Linked DNA regions of Arachis hypogaea: region 1 is linked to region 2. The links are chromatin contacts, called in public Hi-C maps. All regions are on one chromosome and are shown on one strand. The core of a region is the stretch at or near the end of the contact, and the rest is flanking DNA. Distances in the headings are between cores, read along the strand shown.

The links. Hi-C and Micro-C count contacts between places; a contact is called where the count stands out from the background.
Region 1: a contact with region 2 is called in a Hi-C map of an unstated tissue, with 7 times the contacts expected there. The contact joins the promoter of LOC112696273 here to the enhancer-like site in region 2. A contact is called at or near these places in 3 of 8 Hi-C or Micro-C datasets (leaf and an unstated tissue).

The regions. Positions count from the first base shown.
Region 1 is chr6:17,123,705-17,129,715 of arahy.Tifrunner.gnm2.J5K5, forward strand. It overlaps LOC112696273, which reads right to left and starts at 4,594. Exons shown (of 14, transcript XM_072197992.1): 1 at 4,224-4,594; 2 at 2,339-4,044; 3 at 940-2,037; 4 at 493-760; 5 at 274-370; 6 at 55-179. The coding sequence starts at 1,089. LOC112805381 reads right to left here and starts at 4,530. Exons shown (of 3, transcript XM_025847771.1): 1 at 4,224-4,530; 2 at 3,642-4,044; 3 at 2,385-3,570. The coding sequence starts at 4,530. The coding sequence ends at 2,385.
Region 2 is chr6:16,849,354-16,855,444 of arahy.Tifrunner.gnm2.J5K5, forward strand. It overlaps the pseudogene LOC112696265. Among protein-coding and RNA genes, the nearest start is that of LOC112696262, 9.9 kb to the left of the region's middle. Within about 2 kb of position 3,183, at least 3 of the 3 cell types and tissues checked have open chromatin away from gene starts, as enhancers often do.

The DNA.
Region 1 (6,011 bases), core at 3,344-5,843, 280 kb after region 2:
CATTAACAATATTATACAAATCTTCAATGAATAATAAGCACTACTTAAACTAACCTCCAAGGACTTTAATTTTGAAAGCCTCTAGCACCACAACTGGTGGTCTTTGATATTTCTTTAAAATAGACAAATCAAATACCTCACACGATCTTCCAATAACATTACACTGTATCTTCTTCTTCCTTAATTTAATCGAAGCAACCAAAAAATAGCAACTTAAATAATCAAACCAAAAACAAAACAACCCAATAGAGAGCATATTTAGATAATTTATACCCGTCTGAAACAACTTCCAAGATTATAACTTTCATTCTCTCCCCATGTGAACCAATATCAGTTTCTTGACGTACACCAACTATGAACCCAACGAAATCTGCAAACAAGGAAAAAACTTCTGGGGAGAATTTTATATGAACAAACAAAATCAGATCATTCTTGGGGTATTAATCTAAACAGGTAAATTTGAGAGTACTAAATAAAAAAACTCATGATTACCTATCAAGAAATCTTCATTACATCTCTTCTCAACAACTTCATCAATTGAAGTAAACTTAAATGCAGCATTGGGCATACCAATAGACATGGTTGGTACAACAATTGTTTTGCTATGAAAAATAATTCTAAAGCGGTGTTGTGTCAACCTAGTTAACCCAGAGTTTGGAACCACAGTAAAATGTGCAATCACATAAACATTTCTTTTTTCTAGAACTTCATTAAAATATGGAATTAGAGACTCTGTGATAGTTCCCTCAATTTTTGTTAACTGTGAATAATCACAAAAAACCCAGTCAATTATAAATAATAAAAAAATGTCACTCCAGGTAAATAAATAAATTAAGAATGAACATGAGAAAAAAAATAACAGAAACAAACATATGGAAAAGTAGTAACACAAGAACATGACTCAAAGAAAAAAAAATAGAGCTCACATGAGAGACTTACCTTATCATCCATTAACACCATGTGTATCAGATTGCCATCTCTTGTTGGAACACCATATGGAGCAGACCATACCCTGTTAATTCTGACTCTTATTCTCCAGTCACCTCTCCATGGTGTTATCTTATCCAGGGAATGAAAACAAGTATTCATGATAGAATACCGTCACACCAATGTATGGATCTATTTATCAACTGTCTACAACAGAGTAGAAAGAAAGGGAAAAACAAAACAAATGGCTGGGAACAACACATTAGTGACCCATTTATATAGAAATAATAATAACAGTGATAATAAATATAAATAAACAATAAAAAATAAAAAATATAGAACATATTACACCACATCCTATGGTCTATTACCTATTACATATAATATAATAGATACTATCATAGGCAAGTAGATATAGTTGCAGATACTTTTACTTATACGCTATGACAGCAAAAAAAGACTGACAATGAATTTTCACTTCAGATCATAGAGCCTAATCGATTTTCACTTCAATTCATAGAGCCTGTTGCAATTTATCCTACATTGAACATAACTTCAATGTTCTATATGAATTACCTAACAGACCATCTTCAACCAGACTCTATCTATCATAAACAGTGAAAAACAAAACTTTTATAAACACAACCGACTTTGCCAGAAAAAAAATTTAAACTAAATTAACAAACAACAAATCAACAAATTAACAAATTTCAAAGACCCAAAGATGTTCAATGTCAAACCCTAGAACCATCAATAAATTAGGCAGAATTTCAAGGTAAGAGGAGGTTGCAAAATCAAATTAGCCAGAGTATATAAAGAAATTCGTACCACGACTGGGAAAAGAAAAAACCACCATGCTTCCCTTGTCCCATGCCGAAGATGACCCACTGCCCGTAAAGGGAAGAACGCTACCATGGTAGTTCTACTGAAACAAGAATAGGATGCGATGCTATGGATAGCTAATACAATTGAGAACCCATAGATGAACCCACTCCCTGGAATGTTGTATCTTGACACAAATAGTGCTATCGCTGGAGAGGAACACCAACAGTGAGGAAGGAGCATAATTGGGCATGTGGACACCGAGGATGAAGAGAACACGCCAGCCCTCTTTTAAGAAAAAGAAACAAGAAACATAAATGTCTGACCCTATTCCTTTATTTGATAATATATCAGATTTTAATTTGCAATATATGTAATTGTAGACTAATAAAATATTTTAACACATAGTTGATTTCCATATTTAAACAAATCTTCATAACATTTAAATAAAAATTGATATAGTATAACCACTATTTGCTAAACATAAAAAAAATATTATCCAAATAAATAAAAAATATCATACTAATTAGATATATATTTTTCCTTATAATAATTAGCCATAACTAAAATCAATACTTAGAAAACTTACCAAAAGTTTTATAGTCTTCTGAATCTTGAACAAAATAAGAAGCCATTCAAATTTTATCAAAAACCTCTGTGAAAACAACATTCTCAGTGAAATTTGGAAATTCTGAATTTTGATCAAGCAGCAAAATCTTTAGTCCACTTCTACTCCTCACACGAGATACAGCGACATAGAGTTGACCATGGGAAAATACTGGACGCCGTAAGAATAATCCAACAACAGATAACGTTTGCCCCTGACTTTTGTTAATCGTCATTGCAAATGACAAACTTATTGGAAATTGCCTACGTTGGAATTTAAAAGGTATCCCAGCATCACTTGGAATGAGATTCATTCGAGCAATATATACTTGATCACCAATGTTACTACCAGAAACAACCTCGGCTGCAATCACATTTGATCCCAGGTCTTTTACAATAAGTCGAGTTCCATTGCACAACCCACTAGTTGGATCAATATTTCTCAGCAAAATAATAGGTACCCCTTTCTTTAATTTGACAGAATGATTGGGTAACCCAGAACATCTAATTTGGTTTAAAAATTCGGTGGTTATCCAACTACAATCAATATCACCATAAGCATCACTACCACAAATAATATCGGCACTCAAATACTCCTTTTCTTCACCCGGTAACAGGTTAACTATGTAGTTATTAATCTCTTCAACAATTTCAACCGTTGGAGCCAAAATTGCTCTATCCTGAAAGAAAATTGGATCTGAAAAATTGACAACAATATTTGGATAAACCACATTTATAATATCTTCAACCGGATTATCAGAAGTATTAATAAGCAAATCAGTTGGTACTTCAACACAAAGTTTTTCATTGATAATCACACCAGATTTTCCCTCTCCTATCTGAAGTATCCAGTCTGAAAAGGATCTTAACTCTTCTACAACAGCTTCTTCCAATGCACTATCCAATCTCATATTCTTTGTTAAGGTTAATACCTCAAAATGCTTCCAAAGAATTGAAGAATTAATAGTGGCCATCACAATCTCAACTCTGGAAGCTTTGGGGACAACAGGCAATACTTGTCGGAAATCACCACCCAAAACAATTATTTTTCCACCAAATGGTAAATCTTTGTTAACAACAGACACAGACGACATTATATCACGAAGCGTTCTATCCAATGCCTCAAAAGCCAACCTATTAGTCATTGGTGCTTCGTCCCAAATAATCAAATTAGCACATCGAATCAATTCGGCCTTAGCACTATCCTTTGAGACCCTGCAAACAGTACACTCATTTAACTCAATTGGAATGTTGAACATTGAATGAGCTGTCTTGCCCCCGGTAACAATAATGCTGCAATTCCACTCGATGCAACATTGATGACAATTTTCCTCTCAGATCGCAACCTAGCTGACAATGTCCTGTACAAGAAAGTTTTTCTAGTTCCGCCAAATCCATATATAAAAAAATATCCACCTTCTTTGTTACAAACACGGTTGACAATTTTCTCATATATAACTCTTTGTTCTTCATTCAACTTCAATACATTTGAATCATTCTCCTGGATTAATAAATCAATATCATATTGCATTTCCCGTAGCAGCATAGAGTTGTTGAATTGAGAAACCAATTGAATATCTGGACATGGCATACCAGCATAATCTCTTAATGACTTCCCATTATTCTGGAGCAACTTCTGGATCTCAATCAAACAAAAAGTCTGTAGTTCATCTTCAGTCATTTGTAACCCTGCAAATACAAGTTGATTAGAAACCCAAAATAAAGATTTAGCACATAGATTTAAAACAAACTGTGTGTCTCTATAGAAATGTGTGCACAAACAAACACACGTGCATATTAATCTATACATATACACAGACAATTCCTGTCAAACAAGTTTCGTAATATAGTAGGAAAAAAAATCATACCTGGAATTCCAAGTTCTCGTCGTCTATAATAAATGATACCATTAGATAACAACTTCCAAGTTTGCTTCCAGACAAACAATGGCCGCACAACAGAACCAGACAACAACAATGTCACAAAAAACTTCCTTAACTGCTCTCCAGACGACAACTCAGCAACTTTTTTCAGAGCATAAACAAATTCATTATCATCAACCAAAAAACCCATAGCTGAACATGCATCTTGAAATGTATCATATACAATTGAATTAACTGTTCTTATACTTCGGAAACTAGTGCAACCCCTCTGAACATTCAACAATAATCGCATGTAAAACAATTCACCTGTCGACGGATGAGCAAAACTTAATCTACCAATTGAAAACCCTCTTCATCTTGGCATCCATTCCCTAGATTCTATATCATATACAAATTTACTTGGGTACTCAACATATGTCAAACATCGCCCTTCAGCATATCGCCTATTAGCCAACATCCAAGCAGTAAACATCGTCATCAAATCTCTATTCTGAACAAAAACTGAACTAACAATGTCACTGTCATCAAACACAACATACTGTTGACTCGGCAAATGAAAAGTCAACCGCTGCACAGCAGGCCATCTATGATGTATATCAAATGCAAAGATTCTCCACATGGACTCTGAAGGAGAAAGATAACGACAATCATAATACTGTTTAATCTCATCTAAAATCTGCGATTCTTGACAACCACTCGTTGATTGGTCCACTGTAGCAGTCAAACGATCAGGGCCCTTGTTAACATACTTAAAAAGATATTTGATAACATTTGACTTGTTACAAAACTCCAAGTTGATGTGAGCCTGATATTTCATTAACAACAACGGATTATAAGGCACCACAAATCTGTTATCAATATCTGTACCACATAACTTGACAGTAATTCCCATGTCACGACGTTTGTACACTGGATACCCATCATCGTCAAATGAAGTCTCATTCACAAACTGCTTAGGGTAAAATTTTGAGCATTTACCGTCCTTCATACACGGAGAACTCGGCCGTATCCTACCACAAGGACCATGAATCATATATTTTGTGACCATCCTATACAAATTAGGAAATCTTGCAGGATTAGGTAATTCTGCACAAATCAATTCATCAACAAGTTCAACATTCTGCAAAATGTTCCTTCTTTCAAGCCAAAGCAAAAAATGTGCATGGGGTAAACCTCTTTTTTGAAACTCAATTGTATACATACCTACATAAAATAACAACTAATAAATCAATAAATATAAAAACAAAAACCATTTAATAAAAACAAGTTATTCTCAGTTAATCCAAAAAAATATATATAAAACAAAGAAATACGACGAATTTACCGGCATTGAGAGGACCAAAAAAGGTGCCACCTTTAAGGTCAGTTAGAAGACACTTCAGCTTAGCATGAAAAACTCGACAAGAAATATCCGGTCTATCAGCAATTGGAATCCCTTCACGACGGGTGTATCGTTGAAATTCAGGCCAATTTGGATTGCAAGTAATAGTTAGGAACAAGTCAGGATAACCATAATGCTTGCAAATTGCCATAGCATCCTGACAATTATTAAACATATAACATTTACCACCTGTAAAAGAAGATGGTAGTATAACCCTTGTCCCAATTGAGGATGCTTCAACATCACCACGCTGCATAGCTTCCTCTATACCATTCAAAAACTCCCCTCTAATTGTACTTTGTTTTTTCCTAATTTCAAAGAGTCTCTGTGATTCTATCGATGCAAAACAATCAACAACAAATTGTTGGAACAACCTCCTAGCTTTGTGAATG
Region 2 (6,091 bases), core at 1,933-4,432:
AAGGCTTCAAGTAAAGGTAATTATTTTTGTAAAAGTTATTGTGCCTGTCACTAGCATTTATTTTTTAATTTACTTTCATAATTAGGTCTTAAATTATTGTTAATGACTGCTTTTAGCCAATCAATCAAACCTGTTGACCTATGCCTTCTTATCACTGTCCGTAGTCCCAACAATGGTCAATTAGTTGAGATTAAACTCACGACCATAAACTCCACAAAGTGGTTATCACTTTAGATGAGAACCCGTTGGCCAATGTTATTATATTCCTGTAGACTAGGAAATATCTGCAATGGATACAGTCAAATGAATATGATAGCATTTTTAGAATGCTTAATGCCCTGTAGTTACTTTTTCATTATCCAATCACTTTGAAGGGTCTTTGTTGGAGTACATCGCAATTAAATCCATGATGTAACACGTCCAAAAAAAGAGAGGCTATTTTGAATTTGTAGCAATGTGAAATGAAGATGCAAATGACTGTTAATTAATCTGCCTTTCAGGTTTTGAGCATGAGTAGATTGGGTGGAGCTGGTGCAGTGGCACCACTGGTAACTGACATCCCATTATCATCAGTTGAGGTAATTAATTATTGAGTTGGAAAATTTTGGTTTTTGGTTGTCTTTCAATCGCTTCAGCCATTTTAACTAAGTGACTATCAGGAGGAAGGCAGTGATGGTGGAAGAAACCGGCCGGCTTGGGACAAGTGGTCAAATGATGGCACAGAAAGACAGGTGGCTAAGCTTATGGAAGAAAACGTTGGAGCAGCCATGCAGTTTCTTCAATCCAAGGCACTCTGCATCATGCCAATCTCACTTGCATCCGCGATATACCAATCACAACCCCCGGACACCTCTAGTATAGTGAAGCCTGAAGCTAACCCTCCTCCATAGACCTTAGGTATATGGTGCATGACTTCTTGGTCCCATCTACCACTCACCTAATACTGTGTGGCCCATGAGTTATTTGTCTGTTCCAAGGCTCCATAATTAAGTAATTGGAAAGCATCAAGTTGCAATCAAAGTCAGATCCCATAATATCTCTTTATTTGTGGCTTGTCAATGCAGGGTTTGATGGCAAATTGTCAGTCTTAGAAAATAGCAGCAGACCCATTCTTGTATTGGCAAGTTTCAAAGTGTAGGGAAAGAAATTGTAAGAAAAAAAGAAGAAGAAAAGATCACTTGATAGGTCTTGTTCTCTTTGTTTTTCTGTCAATTGGTGGGGGGTTGTAGTGGAACATGATGAAAGCGCTTTAATAGTGGGACTTAGATTTTTGTAGTGGATTGTGGGACCTTGTAAAAGGTTAGACCGGTGTGCATATTATTTTTAATTAGTGATGTAACCCTAGAGGATTTGAAAAATGGGAGAGGTGAAATGGATAATAGTTGCTTTAAGAATGCAACTGGTGTTGCCAAGTCTAGCAGGAAATTATGCCGCTTTTTGTTTGTGTTGTGCGAGTTGCCTGCTTTTTCCTCCGTTCTGCTCAATCATGATTCGATTTTGATCCATTTGAGAACATGGAAGGGCAAGTATGCTTGGCTCTTGACACGTGTCATATAAATTATTAACCTACTGTTAACTTATTCAACTCAAATGCCATTAGCAACAGCTCAAGAGGCTCTTGTGTTAAGCACTTCCTAGGGTCATGGTCAGTGAGGTATATTAATTCCTCTCTTCATGTCGAAAATGAAGAAGAATTAATGTGTCTTATGACATAATGGTTTTTTTTTTTTTTTATTTCAGAGAAAACTGAAATGCTTTCATATTTTGTTAATTGAATGACTAAGAGTAGTAGTAAAGTGTAGAAGAAAGTTAGAGAATTAGTGCGAAATTAAAGTGGTTTACTATATAAGAGTGAGGAAGCATTGAGGGAAATTAGAGGATAATGGAAACATCACGGGTTGAAAGAGATGGTACAGTGTCAACCCAAATGGGTAAACCAGTGGGAATTGGTTGGATATTCTTGTCTCCTAAAGTTGGGAACTCCTAACTTAGTATCCATCATTTGGATTAAAATGGGGATCTTCTTAGCTCATAAAAGGATAAGGATTCACACAGTGGGAAGGAATACCCACCCCACACGAATTTGCCAAATGTTTTCTTAATGAATGTCCTTAATCTTTATAGATTAATTTTATTTATAAGTTGGAATATGCCGTATGAAAATTTTAAGTTGAATTGTATTCTGATCGGATTATTTAAATTATTCCGTGTTGCATTTAAATGCAATTAAAACTTTTTTTTTTTAAATTCATTCCCAGAGATATCCAAAAAAATCCACCTTCTTAATGCGAATTCTAAAATGAGAATCAATCATGATACGAAACAGGGACAGGGACAGGGAGAGCGCGGAGCTTGCACGTTTTCTTTCTCTCTCTCTCTCTCTCTCTCACTCAAATAACATCAATGCATTAATTTACTGTACATTGTAGAATGTATGTTTATTCATTCATAATACTTTGCGGCCTATATGTAAACTTGCCCAAACGATTCACTTTCGTATGTGTATCAAATTATCAATCATAAGTTGCACTTTTTTATTTCTCATATAGATTGAAACCGTCCTCAACTCTAAGTATTATATCACAAATTCACCCGCATTATACTCACCCACATAATATTTAAAGATTCCTATTCACTAATTGGTCTTGCCAAAAGTTGAACCTGAATACAGCCTATTAAAAAGCACTATAATTTGCCACTTGAACTAAACCTTAGCTGCATAAGGTGCTTTTTTTTCTTTTTGGACAGGACATAAATTGTAATTCTTTTTTTTTGTACAGTATTTTTCAACCTGAGAGGACATAAATTGCAATTTTATTTAAGAGTTTGTCGCTGGCCAATTGGTTGCTGCATATACAAGATGAGATTCGAAATTCCGACACTTGTTTAAGCGAACGAGTGAGCTGACCACCCGACATGCAAGTTGGTTAACAAATTGCACTTTATTTTCTGCAAATTTCACATATTAGATATAATTTTTTTTGCCATTTTTTTTTATTTGGACTTGACATACCATATCTTAAATACCTAGAAACCGGGCGTTACTGTGGACATTGGAAAGGCCGAAAGGCAACAGACGAAAGTCAGTTGTTTTTTGTTACATAGGGGCCTACTAAGGCCCAGTCCAATATATTCTTTAACCCCATACTACAGAAAAATAGTAATTAGAACAGTCCCAATGAATACATATGAGCCTGAGCCTATTTATACAACATGCTTGGTTATAGCACGGACAACGATATAGCCATATAGGGGAAGCCCTTTGGGTTTATAGCACGTTCAATCCAGATGGGTCAGGTCCTAATTACTCACACTTAATATCAGCTAATGCCATGTTAGCTATATTATCTTTCCAAGACCCAAAAAAAAAAACTATATTATCTTTCCTGACCCCAAAAAAAAAAAAAAGATTTTAGATACTTATATTTCAATAGGAAAATTGGTCTCAAGGGGGAAATCTAATTTCATTTTACAGTTTCTAATGTGCCTGTGGATTTATTTTCTAAACAGCCACGGGACTCTTCATACATTATGCAGTTCTACTTGGTTATCCATTAATTATTATTGTCTACTCTGTTTTATCAGCTTCATCAGCATCAATGCTGCTACTGGAAGTTGTTTTTTGATTGGCTTTGAATTAGATAAAAAATGTATGTAGTTTTCGAAAATTCAAAATGATGGTGATTTATTAAAATCCTTTTTGACAATAAATAAGTTTTTATAGGAAATTAAATGTGACATCAAATCAATTTTTAAATAATTTTAATTATAATTTCAATGTCATATGTATTCTAACTATTTTTGTGTTGATTGTGAAAAATAGTTATTTTTGTTGTTGTGGTGATATGTATTTGGTATTCTCGTATAAAAATTAAATTATGTACTACACCCTACAAAATCGGAGTCGACGACCCATATCTCGACCACATCTGCAACGTTCACAAAGAGATAAACACCGAAGCTGCACAATGACCATAACCACCCAGTAATCTCGGCTAAACCCGAGATTCACTCCACCAAACCTATAAGTAAACTCAATAAGTAAAATCTATAAGAAGGGCAGCCACGAGGCAGCGAGGGGGATATCAAATACACACATACTCATAAGTAGTTTTCGTTCTCATCCTTAAAAAATATCTCTCACTAACTTGAGTGTCGGAGTCTTTTTGCAGGTACCCCGCTCGGGTCGCGTTCAAGCAAGGCGTCTCTCATTTCAAACGTAAAAGTCATCATAGCAGTCTCTCCCTAGAGTTTGGTGTATAGCTCGGAGAAGAGTAACCTTGCACGAACATTGGCACCCACTATGGGGCCACCGCCTCGCATACTAATTCTTTCAAGTTAAACGTTACGTCTTGTGCATTTCTACCATCTTTTGCAGGAACCAAGTCATGACGGACCACTCGACAACCCCTTCGAATAACCCAACCAACGCTGATTTATTAGCCGCAAATGCCGCCTTGCAGGCCGAAAACCAGCGGATGGCCGAATTATTAGCAGCGATGCAGAACAATGACGAACAGAAAAATAAGAAAGAAAACACTGTGCAACACGAAGAGCATCAATCAGAGTCGAACGTTAAGACAGGAGAAACTCACGCTAGGATGACAAGGCGGCGAAACAACCCTTTTTCAGAAGAAATAATGAGCTTTAAAATGCCTATAAATTTCACACTCCCGATGATACTATCGCCGTACAAGGGGATCAGAGATCCTAAAATCCATGTTACAAAATTTGAATCAATGATGTTTCTTAACAGTGACTCCAATCCCATCTTGTGCCGATCTTTTCCAGCCTTCCTAAATGGAGCTGCTTTATTATGGTTTTCTAACTTACCTGCATGATCAATATCTAGTTTTGACGAGTTTACTAAACTGTTTATAAACCATTTTGCAGCGTCAAAGATTTATGTGCGAGATTCAGACTATCTTAGCACAATCAAGCAGGGTCAACACGAGAGCTTAAAAAAATACATGACGCGATTTACAGAGGCAAACATGCAAATTTCCGATCTTAATCCTGAAGTACAGTTACATGCCATTAAAAGCGGACTTCGTCCTAGAAAATTCCAAGAAGCGATAGCGGTAACAAAGCCAAAAACGCTGGAAGAGTTTCGAGAAAAAGCCCAGGGCCAAATAGAGGTGGAAGAGCTAAGAGAAGCTTGAAGGACCGAAAGACCGGCCAAAAAGGACAACGAAAGATCTCACCGACCTACAAGCAGAGATTCGAGAAGACCATTCAAGCTAGCGCCAAAGTTTGACACGTATACAAAATTCAACACGAAGAGAGAAGACATAATGAAAGAAATTCTACACAATAAATTGATTAAGCCACCGAGCCGAGCAGGTTTATACCAAGATCAGAAATACGTAGACAGGAGCAAGCATTGTGCTTACCACCAGAAGTTCGGCCATACAACAGACGAGTGCGTAGTGGCAAAAGACCTATTAGAAAGATTGGCAAGACAAGGACTTCTGGACAGATATATCTCAGTCAAAAAGCAACAAGACGCGGCGAGAGAATCAGAAAAAGAAAGCAGACAAAAACAGGTTGAGATACCCCCATCAAAAGGAGTTATCAACTACATCTCAGGGGGCTTTGCAGGAGGCGGGACCACTAACTCGGCAAGAAAAAGGAGTTACAGAGCCATGATGACAATGGAGGGAGCCCACCCAGAGCAATACTCCTCGGTTCCGACCTCTCGTATCGATTTCAGTACAGCCGATTTCAAAACATCCTACCCAAATTTAGATGATCCAGTTGTCATCTCGATTCACATGGGAGAATTAACAGTAAAAAAGGTCCTACTTGATCCGGGAAGCAGCGCCGACATTTTTGTTCTATTCAACCTTCAAAAAAATGCATTTCAGCGACAACGCGCTTCAACCGTCACATGGGGAATTTGTAGGGTTCTCCGGGGAGAAAGTGTCGGTCTTAGGATATATATGGATAAGAACAACAATTGGAGAACTCCCAAACACCAAAACACTAGATATCCAATTTCTAGTGGTCGATTGCCCCAGCCCTTATAATATTATCCTAGGGCAACCATCATTAAATGCTTTTGGAGCAATCGTTTCAACAGTACACCTTT